Regions from separate parts of the Mus musculus genome. Here region 1 is linked to region 2. A link is a contact called in public HiChIP or PLAC-seq data. All regions are on one chromosome and are shown on one strand. The core of a region is the stretch at or near the end of the contact, and the rest is flanking DNA. Distances in the headings are between cores, read along the strand shown. Region 1 has its middle 48 kb from the start of Slc4a3. Region 2 holds the start of Speg (SPEG complex locus).

Region 1 (5,709 bases), core at 111-2,610, 220 kb before region 2:
CCATAGGTCATATGTGGGGAATCCCAAAAATGGGACTTTAAACCCATTTCCAAATTAAGACTGGGAGTGGCGGGGGGTGGTTAAAATCCTAGCCTGTGCACACACTCAAGACAACGAGAAACCCTGAGTGTCTGGAGTCACTTAAACCAGAAAGCGGCTCACCCGTCCCTTGCCTCCCCTTGACTCACACGGTCAGTCACCTTACATCACCTGGGAAGCTCCCTTCCCCTTCTCCGCCCCCCCCCCTACATAATTCGGATCTCTCCATGTCCCAGTGTAAATGCCATACCTCCACCCTCTCACCCTACCCCTGAGCACAAGACACTTCCCCAGACCCCTCCCCTGGAGCACCCATCTCCCCCAGGACATGTAGAAATGTGCCTTGTTTCCATAAGGACAGCATTGAAATGCAAGGTACAGGGGGAAAAAAAAAACCAGTAACCTGTGGTCACTTAGGTAAATAGGTGTTTCTTTTTCTCCATGATCAGAAATCCCAAGGCAGGCAGCTTCCGGCTATCATTGGAGGCGCAACGATGACGTTCATGGTGTCTTTTCAGTAGTCTTTGTCAAAGGCACGTCTGTGCTGGACAGTCCCCAGATAGCCTTAACTGACCCAGTCTCTCCCCACCTCCCCTTTGCACATGTAATTCTCAAAATAACTGTAGAATGTTTTGGGGTGTAATGTGGAGGCAGGGCACCCGCCAGAAACAACCTGGAGCCTTGCTCCCATCTCTGCTCAGAAATGTGACTCCTTTAGTTAGAAAGGAGCATCCCTGGCAGGCTGGCCTCTCATATTTGTCCAGAAGACGGATACCCTTGGCACTTTGCCCATTGAACACCAGAAGTCCCAGGAGTATGAGCCCAGGGCAGGGTGACTGCTGGGGTCCCAGGCTGTGCTACAAGTGAGGGACTCCACAGCTCTCTTAAGCCTTGAGGAATGGCTGGCCATGGGCCCTAAGCTGCTTTTGTCCCTTGTCACCAACCTATCAGGATCACATCCACTTTATGCTTCTTGTTGTGAACATCGTTCACCTCACCCAGTGCAGGCAGTTGGTCACAGTTCAAGATGCTGTGAGCAGAAACATCTACACTCCCAGCAGATGCCTCCCTTGATCCTGCTCTCCGGCCTCACGGTTGCAATATGGCTGCCACACCCGCCGGCATCGCATTTTCTTTCCGGGTAGAGGAAAGGAGTGCAGAGCCAGCTGCTTCTCCTCTTTTATCAGGGCAACAGAAGTTTTCCTAAAACCCATGAGCAGAGTTCTGCTTTAAAAAAAAAAATTAGGGCTAAAGAGATGACACAGCAGTTGAGAGCACACACTGCCCTTGGCAAGGACCTGAGGGTGGTTCCCAGCGCCTGTATCAGGAAGCTCGAAGATGCCTGTAACTCCGCCTCCAGGGGATCAGACTCACATACACAGACACTGATAAAATAAAAATGATTTTCTTTTTTTTCTTGTTTGTTTGTTTTTTTTTTTAAATTGTGTGGTGGGCATGGGGATATCACGGTACACAACACATGTTAGTGTCAGATAACAGCTTGCAGAAATTGGTTCTCTCCTCACACCTTCCGGGACCCAGGCATGGAACTCTAGCTGCGAGGCTTGGCAGCAAGCTTCTTTACTTACCTCCTGAGCCATCTCACTGGCCCCAGAGTTCTATTTAGAAGTCGTGACTTTAGTTTAAATGGCATCTCTAGACTAAGGATGCAATCCGGAGGTAAAGTGTTTGCCCGCCCTATGTGAGGCCCTTGGTTCATGCCCAGCAGTACAAAAATAAAAAAGATAAACAACATCACTTAGCCATTACTACCTTGCAATAGCCACAGCAAATGTGAATGACAATGGCTCTCAGGTCAGCTTAGGAATCATTGCCCTCCCTGATCCCCCAAGGCCTTGGTCACAGCAGCTCACCAAACCAACTCCACCCCCACCCCTGTCTCCTCTCCGTGTGCTATGTACCCAGTCGATGTGCCTCGCTCTCCCGACCAGGCGGGGACACACTAGGCAGGCTGAGTGGGTGTGGCCGCTGCGAGATAATTAAACCTGTGCCTTTCTTTTGATCCCTGAGATCTTCCATTTGAAATTCACTCTGATGGAGTGGAAAGATCCGGGTACATGCCCTGTCTAACCATCACGAAGGGTTAAACCATTTTTATTTCAGGTCTCAGGTGACCAGGGAAGGCTCGCTGGCAGGAGTGTCTATTGGGCGCCTCGGAGGCAAGCGATTGTGGGAATTCAGAATTAGTTTGAGCAAGCTCTCTTACTATCCCCTTGATATCCCCAGAATAAAAGCAGCAGTGACATTGCCAGTGACCCAGCTGTTAGAGAAACCTTGGATTAGGCCACAGAGGCTCTTGCCTCAAGTCCTGTAATAAGAAGCTCGCCTGGAGAATTGGATTTAAATCCAGTCCTTGATGCTCATCTTAGCGCGGCCCCGTCCCTCCATCTAATCTCATCTTGTCCTCGGAGTGTTGAAAATGATGGCAAAGCAGCGACCGTGGAAAGTGACTGTGTGAGCTTTTCTCACATGAGAGAGGTTCTCAATAAAAAGTAAAAGTGATTTAAATGCAGATGTCTCTTCCTTTGCCACCCGCTACCTTGTCCCTGAAGGTGTCACACAGTTCCCAGCTTTGGTAGCCTGCTGTGGGAAAGCAGACAAGGGCCACCAAGCACCCACTTCTCCTGGGCATCCAGAGTTGATGTGGTTGTAGGACTGAGACAGAAAGAGGATCATGGTCGCCTGCTCACTGGCTGGTGTTGGGAAAAGAATCGGAAGTAGCAGGGCAGTTTATTGCACATATGAGGTAATTTGCATAGGCAGCACCACTCAGCCAATGTGGTTGATGCGCCCAGATCCAAACCAATGAGAGACCCCAAGATGGCTCTCCATTATGAGCGGCGGTAGGAACAACCAAGAGCTTTCGGGTCAACACTCAGACCAAATAAGTCTGAGTTTCTGGCAGGAGCTAGGGCACTGAAGCTCTCGATTACAGTGCCACTGAGCCCATGTGCAAAACCTAAGCCCCAACCTGATGGTGTTAGGCCATGGGCTTTTGGAAATGATTCAAAGAATGGAATTGGTAGCATTAAGGCGGGGCGGGGGGTCTTAATTAGCAAGAAAGCTGACCTGTCTGCTTCTGCCTTGCAAAGTTGCCACAAAACCCACCATCCAACAGGCAGAAAGCAGCCCCTCACCAGACACAGAATCACCTTGACCTCGGATGGTCTAGCCTGCAGAATCATGAGAACTAAATCTGTATGGTTTCTATGCGTGGTTTTTTGTTTTTTGTTTTTTTGTTTTTTTGGGTTTTTTTTGTTTTTGTTTTTGTTTTTGTTTTTTTTTTGTTTTTTGTTTTTGTTTTTGTTTTTTTTTTTGGTTACAAAAACCCAACCACATTGAGACAGGGCAGCGAAGGCAGAAAAGCACCTTTCTCTGGACCTGTGCAGTTGACCTCTGACCCTGTGCCTCCCTCCATGCTCATCTTCAGGATGTAATTGGCCTTCTCTGCTCACCTCACACGGAGCCAAAGGTGAAAGCACACTGTGTGAATGCTAAGGGCTCAGCAATGAGCAACGGAGGACAAAGAGATGGCCTGAGCCTGAGAATTGAGGTATAGCTGCTCTAAAAGAAACATGATCCAGAGATAGCTCATTTGACCCATGACATTCTGTCTTCCATTTTCATGTGTGTGTTCCTTACACAGGCACATGTGAGAGTGGGTATGCTGCGCATGGATGCCCTTGCCTGTCTGGAGTCATCTCCCTTTGTTCTCCTACCTTAGTCAGTGAGGCATCCCTTTCAGTCAACCCAAAGCTCACTGATATGGCTAGGCTTGTTACCCATAGTGCTCTGGGATCCCATCTCTGCCCTCTGAGACTGAAATTACAGGTGGGCAGCCATACCCAGTGGGCATAGTTAGGATTTGTATATGCTTGGCCCGGGGAGTGGTACTATTAGAAGGTATGGCTTTGTTGGAGTAGGTGTGTCACTGTGGGTGTGAGCTTTAAGACTCTCATCCTAGCAGCCTTCAGATGAAGATGTAGAACCCTCAGCTCCTCCTGCACCATCTCTGCCTGGATGCTGCCGTGCTTTCTGCCTTGATGATAATGGACTGAACCTCTCTCTGAACCTGTAAGCCAGCCCCAATTAAATGTTGTCCTTATAAGAGTTGCCTTGGTCATGGTGCCTGTTCTCAGCAGTAAAATCCTAACTAAGGCAGTCATTTACATGATTCTGGTAAACTCGAGTCCTTAAGCTTATGTGGCAAGTGCTAAGTCACTAACCCATCTCCTTAGCCCAGAGCTTGTTAGTTATAGTGGTAAAAAGTTCCTTCCATACAGAGGGTTGTCTTGTGTCTTACCTCACTGTACTTGCCATTTTCTAGTGGGACAGGGCAGGAGAACTTCCAGAGTTTCAACTAGAGAGTGCTAGAAGCCTTCTATGGAGCTGAGGAACCAGCATGTTCCAGTTGGTCCAGAAGAATCTCCCCATGTACCAAGCAAGGCTGGTAGCCGATCCTGGAGTCTGACTCAGAGCCCACCATGGCAGGAAAACATACAGAAAACACTCATCAGGTTCCCCATGTGTGGGCAGCAGGACGGCAGGCCTCAGAACAGCCTTGACAGAAAGGAGGACTTAGTTTCTTACCTGATAAACCAGGACAACAGCCCTTTTCTCCCAACACCAGTGGCACGGTGAATTATCACAAAGACCATCAGCATGGCCTCCACAAATGAAGGTGCATCCAGGAGCTGGATACAGTGTTCCCCACATCAACACCGTTCCTATACCCCATTACCCGGAAAGAGTTTCACAGAATGGTTGTTGAATGAAAAAAAAAGAAATAAAAGGGAAAGGTAGATGACTGGTCCCAGGTATGATGGAGAAGAAGGTTCATTGTAGATAAACAGGAGAGCATAGTCAGAGGCAGGGACATCTGGGAGAACCCGGAGTAAACATGACCAGACTGTGAAGAGATGGGGGAAGCAAGAGTCAGACCAAGAGGCCAAGAGGGTAAAGAGTGGATGCAAAGGCCATGTAACCTTTTGGTTATATTCTATAAATGGCTAGATTCTATAGGAAAGGGGCAGCCAAGGAAAGAGCAGCCCAGCCCCGGGGCTGGAGAAGTCTAGGGTAGGGGAAGGGATGTGCCAGCCAGGAGGGCCCTGGAACAGGTAAGGGACTGAGGGATGTAGGGAGAACGTGGTGGCCAGGGTCAGCTTTACTCTGTTAAATAGGCAGCTCTGCTTTTCCTCCAGGGTTTGAAAGCTAACACTTGTTACTTCCTCTAGGACTAACTAGTACATCAAGTGATCCTCTAGGACCAACTAGTACATCAAGTGATCCTCTAGGACTAACTAGTACATCAAGTGATCCTCTAAGACTAACTAGTACATCAAGTGATCCCCTAGGACTAACTAGTACATCAAGTGATCCTCTAAGACTAACTAGTACATCAAGTGATCCTCTAGGACTAACTAACTAGTACATCAAGTGATTCTCAGATCCACCTAATTCCGAAGCCCATCTCTCAGTCTGTGAAGCAGCACACAACAGGAGTGTGTAAGCTAGAGTTCACAGACCTCTGAGGGGTCCACGGGCAGAAGCCAGGGGTCCGAGAATCAGTGAGGGGAAGAATTCCATACGGATCCAGTGCATAACCAGAGTGAGGAAGCAGGCCGTGGGAATCCCAGCACCCCGAACCTT
Region 2 (5,407 bases), core at 772-3,271:
GAGCTCTGGGACCACAAGAAGACTGTAGGAAATGGGCAGGGTGACGCTGGGGAGAGAAGACACTGATAGAGACAATGCCCCCCTTCCATCTCCTATTGCATTCCAACGCAACCTTCATTCCCCTCCACCTGCCAAGGTCTTTTATCCCTGGACTTCCTCCCCAGATCTCAAAGATTGACCCTTATATTGTACCATGGAATGGAATGAGATGTCTCTCTAGAAAATGACCAAGGGCTGGAGAGATGGCTCAGTCAGTTAAGAGCACTGACTGCTCTTCCAGGGGTCCTGAGTTCAATTCCCAGCAACCACATGGTGGCTCACAACCATCTGATGCACTCTTCTGGTGAGTGTCTGAAGACAGCTACAGTATAATATAAATAAAAATAAATTTAAAAGAAAAAGAAAATGATCAAAACAGCCCCCCTACCCCCTAGCCCTTTGCCATCTCCCCTAAATGAAACCTACTCCCTCAGAGTTCCATTTTTTTCAAAGTTTGGTAGGTCCAAGACTGTTTTTAGTTTAGAGAACCGTTTGGCTCAGAAACTGAACAAAACCCCCACATTGACCCCAGGACAATCTAGCTGGTCTGACATCCCCACCAGCTCCAACAGGACCAACTACAAGACCGAGGCTCCTGCTCCTCCTCTTCTGCCTCAGTCTATCAGCCTAGAATCCCATCTTCCCAAGAGCCAAGGCACCAGCCCAAAGCATCCCCCTTCCGTGTCCTCTGAACACTCATATGGAAACCTCAATAGAGATACATGATTCACAGGCTTTCAACACTAGCCACATCTACCCTAGGGCTGTGTGTTTGTATTAACCCCATGAGAGTCCAGAGCCTCCCACAACTCAGAATGCCTCAAACACACACACACACACACACACACACACACACACACACACACACACACACACACACGGATTCTCAAACAGCCACTTCTCACATCTGGGTCCTGCTCATACACATCTGACCCCTTCTGCTTTGCCTAGTTCTGACCACACCATTCTTGTCCCAGTGTTGATCATGAAGAGAGAAGGTCTAGCCATAGCCATCTCCTCCCACATGGTCTGGAACAGGAGAACTGGCCTGTCTTTAAGACAACACACACACATACTGAGAGGGGCTGGTCACCAGGTCTCAAGTCTGTCACTGGAGCAGACGAGGGCATTTCTCTCCAGAAGGTTTCTCTCTATTGGATTAGGAGAGTTTTTGCACTATTGACCGAGAGGTCTGTGTGGGTCTCAGGCTAGACCCACCAACTGCTGACCGTTGACCTCTGACCTTCTTATGAGAAGCATCTCTATCTACCTTGATACACTCTCCTGCCTTTCCCTGTTGATCTGCCCTTCAGAAGGGGCCCATCAGGGAAAACGGGACACCTGGGAAGATGGTGAGGGACTGCAACCTGCATCGCATGGCCTGGGCAGCTGTCTCTACCCCTTGTGACCCCAGCCCTGCCAGGTAGGCCCCACCTCCGCATTACCTCTGACCTCCAGCACTGTGAGCACTGCCTCACAGGAGGCCTGGCCCCGCTCATTCTGGGCGCTGCAGCTGTACACGCCGGCGTCCTGAGCCCCGCAGCTCCGCAGCCACAGGCAGCTGGGCTCTGGGGCCGGTGGAGGCAGGAGCTGCCCATCCCGGAACCAGCTGAGGCTAGGCTGGGGTGTCCCGCTCACTACTACCCGCAGCCTTACATCACTGCCCGCACACACCGCCGCGTTCTTCAGGGGCCGCAGGAAGACCGGCGCCCCGGCCCCATCCCCGGTGACGAGGACCCCTCTGCCGGCCCCCACCTTGGCTCTCTTCGGGGGCACCCCGGGGCTAGGAGGTGCCCTCGTGCCGGCGTCCTCGCCTCGCGTGCCCCGGGCTTTCTGCATGGCCTCTGCGAGCTGGACTAGAGGGGCAGGGGACGCTAGAATTGGGAGGCCAGGGGGACGCCCTAGGGGGTATGGTGCCTTAAGAGATGAGTCCTATGGGGCCGGCGGCCGGCCTTCCTGCTGCCCGCCCGCTTTCGGCCTGTGCAGAAGGTCACCAGGGCGGCCGGCGATTGCGCCTCAGGGACTATTTTTAGGGCCCCCGGCTCGGGTTGCGAATGAGCAGTGGAGGGAGGGGGCAGCAGAGGAGGGGATTTGGACTCCATGTGGCTCCTCTCTCTCCCAGTGCCCCCATCGCCAGAGCTGGCCTAAAAGAATCTCCTCCCCCACGGTGTGTCGCCCCCTTCCCCGCCCCCAGCTTGTGAAATCTGGGGGAGTCGAATTACCCCTGGGCTTAGGCCCGCTTCCTTTCTTCGGGCCCCAGCGCCCTAGTCTCACTAGGCTGGTTGGAGAGGAAGAGGAAAGGTCCAGAGATGAGAGGCACATGGAGAGACAGGCCCCAGTGGAGGTGAGCAGACCGGACCAATGGCCTCTCCCAGCACCTCCGTAACAGCTGGTAAGCACCAAGACCCAAAGCCTGGAGTTCTGGTGGATTTTCAGCTCCCAGCAGGTCCTGTGCTCACTACACCACCACCCTACTACCTTCACCAGCCAGGTGACCCCTAACCCTCTCTCAATTTGCCTTCACCTATAGAAAGGGAAGTTGGCTAGGATTGCAATCAGCAATAATAGCCTCAAGGGGAGACACGGATGGCATGAGGACAACGCGGTAAAAGAGGGGTTTGGAAGGCTTGAAGTGTGAATGAGGACAACAGGTTGGGTTGGTGAGGATTCCATTCTCCAGGCAGGGAGCGCTGTGCCTGATTTCAAGCCTGGGGGATTTCTTTGCCCAACTTGTGGAGGTTGGATACACACACATGGGGTAAATGCAGGGGTGTCCAGGCCACTCGACATAGGTTGCAGTCCCTCACCGTCTTCCCAGGTGCCCACTTTTCTCAGCTGTGCTCACTCTGAAGGACAGATCAACAGGGAAAGGCAGGGAAAGAATCAAGGTGACAGAGGCTTTGCACGTGAAGGTTGGAGGTCAAAGGTCAGCCAGGGACCCACACAGACTTCTTGGATGATAGCGCAGAAGCTCTTCTTTCCCGTAGAGAGAAGTCCCTGGGGGATGGACACACACACACACACACGCACACACACACATGCGCACGCGCGCACACACACACACACACACACACACGCACACACAAGCACGCATGTACACACAGGCACATGAATGCATATAAAACTGTTAAATCTGATGATCTGGATATTCCATCCCAAAGTCACTTTCTTAGTAGTCATACAAGATGTCACCACTGGGAAATGACCACAGGATCTATCTATCTCTTCTTTGTTATATCTGACAACTGCATATACAGAATATGAATTTACATTTCAAGGGACTTTCATAGGATTCCTGAGGTCATCAGTTCCATTTGCACACACACACACACACACACACACACACACACACACACACACACACCTTTACAGATCTAGAACTGACCTTGAGCTAAGGGATAAACATTAGGAAAGGCTGAAAGCCAGGGTCATTCAGAGATGAAGAGAGTATTCTTGATTTTTTTTTTTTTTTTTGGTTGGTTAAATAAAAGAACCACATTCATTCTGGGATACTTAAGTCAAAATGTGCATGCGTGTGTGTGTGTGTGTGTGTGTGTGTGTGTGTGTGTGTGTGTGTGTGTGTGTGTGCTTGAGAGCATGGGCATGCATTCCCAGGTGCACAGTACAGAAGAAACAATTTAAACACTGAATTATGTCCATAAAGATTAAGAGCCTTAGGGGATGTCTTTTCATGTAGTTTGCATACATTAAAGCTGACTCTTTGTGATGTGCAGGCCTCCGGTTTTTGACAAATGCATGAAATTGTGTATTTTCCACCCCAGGAACATTCAAAGCAGTTCCATCACCCTAAATATTCACGTGTGCATCCTCTTTGGAGTCAGCCACACCTTGTCTACCAGTCCCTGGCAACCGCCAATGATGAATTGAATTCTACAATGTAAGTTGAATTCTAAAAAGGTTTAAAAAAAAAATGTGGGAGAAGGCATAAGACTCAGAACACCAAGAACAAAGGAAGAGCTACTGTTTTGTTTTTAAGCTCACAGTCAGGCTGAGGAGGGACTCCATGGTAAATTGCTCATTGTGCAAGCAGGAGGGCCAGTATTTGGGTCCCCAGAAGCCACATAAAAAATCCTGGTGGGTAACCTCAGTGTTCAGGAGCAGAGACGGATGAATGCTAGAGGCTTCTGGCCAGGTAGCCAGCCTACCTGAGTTAGAATGTTCCAGACTCGGTGAATGATCCTGTCTTAAAGTCTAAGTTGAAGAGCAATAGAGAAGAGACTCCACATCAACTTCCGGCCTCTACATATGCATGCATGGGTGGGTACACCAGCACACCTCCCCCTATTAACTCTCTCTCTCTCTCTCTCTCTCTCTCTCTCTCTCTCTCTCTCACACACACACACACACACACACACACACACACAAAGCTCATCACGCAAAACCATTTAAATAACATTGTGCCTCACCATCACAGGGAATGCAGCGGAGGGTCTGGAAATGTTGGCTCATTGACAAGTTGGTGGGTTAAATAAATGAACCATGTGCCCTTGAACAAATCACTTAGCATCTCTGAACCTCAGTTTCCTCATCTATGCATGGGAGTAGCCACACATGGGGTGCATCTGTTCTTTCAGCAAACATTCTTGAGTTCGTCCTATGAGGCTGGCACCATTTCATTGACCAGGAACAGAGCCACGAGCAACACAGACATAGAGGCCAGTCCCTGGGGATGCTTATACTGGAGAAGACAGACATTTGACAGAGCAAAAAAGAAAGTGTAAGGACAGAGACAGAGAGAAATACTTTAGTGTAGATGACTCAGCAAGTGCTGGGGGTTACAAATGTGGTAGGGGTGTACTTTAAGATAGGGTGGTTGGGGCTGGAGAGATGGCTCAGCAGTTAAGAGCACAGACTTCTCTTCCAGAGGTCCTGAGTTCAATTCCTAGCAACCACATGGTGGCTCACAACCATCTGTAATAGGACCCAATTCCCTCTTCTGGTGTGTGTCTGAAGACAGCTGCGGTGTATTCATACACATTAAATAAATAAATAAATCTTTAAAAAAAAAAAAAAAAGAAAGAAAGAAAGATAGGGTGGTTGGATCAGTGTGGTGGTACATGCCAGTAATCCCAGCATTGAGGCAGGAAGATTGGGAGTTTGAGATCAGTCTTAGCTATACAGTGAAGGCCTGTCTCTAAAATAAATTAAACAGCAAGCAAACAAATAAAATTAAAAACCAAAACAGGGTGACTGGAGTCGCCTCCACAGCAACTCTAGAGCCAGTCTTAAAGGGATGAGGAAGGGATGAACACACAGGACCATTTCAGCCCATGTGGGATGCACCTGGCGGAAGCTGGGGAGAGCCAGAAGGCCAGCCAGGCTAGGAGGATGAACACAGCATCAGGGT

Evidence for each region. HiChIP or PLAC-seq counts read pairs in DNA pulled down with a chosen protein or histone mark.
Region 1: an H3K4me3 HiChIP or PLAC-seq map of embryonic stem cells shows a contact between it and region 2, with 26 read pairs. The contact joins the enhancer-like site here to the promoter of Speg in region 2. A contact is called at or near these places in 5 of 39 promoter capture datasets (the HPC-7 cell line, cranial neural crest, embryonic stem cells and 2 more), 1 of 484 Hi-C or Micro-C datasets (embryonic stem cells), 2 of 115 datasets of contacts at active chromatin or transcription factors (embryonic stem cells and stem cell-derived neural progenitor cells) and 2 of 9 other capture datasets (adipose tissue and liver).

The regions. Positions count from the first base shown.
Region 1 is chr1:75,591,307-75,597,015 of GRCm38.p6, reverse strand. No RefSeq gene overlaps it. Among named protein-coding and RNA genes, the nearest start is that of Slc4a3, 48 kb to the right of the region's middle. Within about 2 kb of position 1,360, at least 6 of the 459 cell types and tissues checked have an H3K27ac peak or open chromatin away from gene starts, as enhancers often do. A contact at or near this core is called in embryonic stem cells, where this site is marked.
Region 2 is chr1:75,371,911-75,377,317 of GRCm38.p6, reverse strand. It overlaps Speg (SPEG complex locus), which reads right to left and starts at 2,021. Exons shown (of 41, transcript NM_007463.4): 1 at 1,485-2,021. The coding sequence starts at 1,878. Gm15179 (predicted gene 15179) reads left to right here and starts at 2,303. Exons shown (of 4, transcript NR_037976.1): 1 at 2,303-2,431; 2 at 3,822-3,937.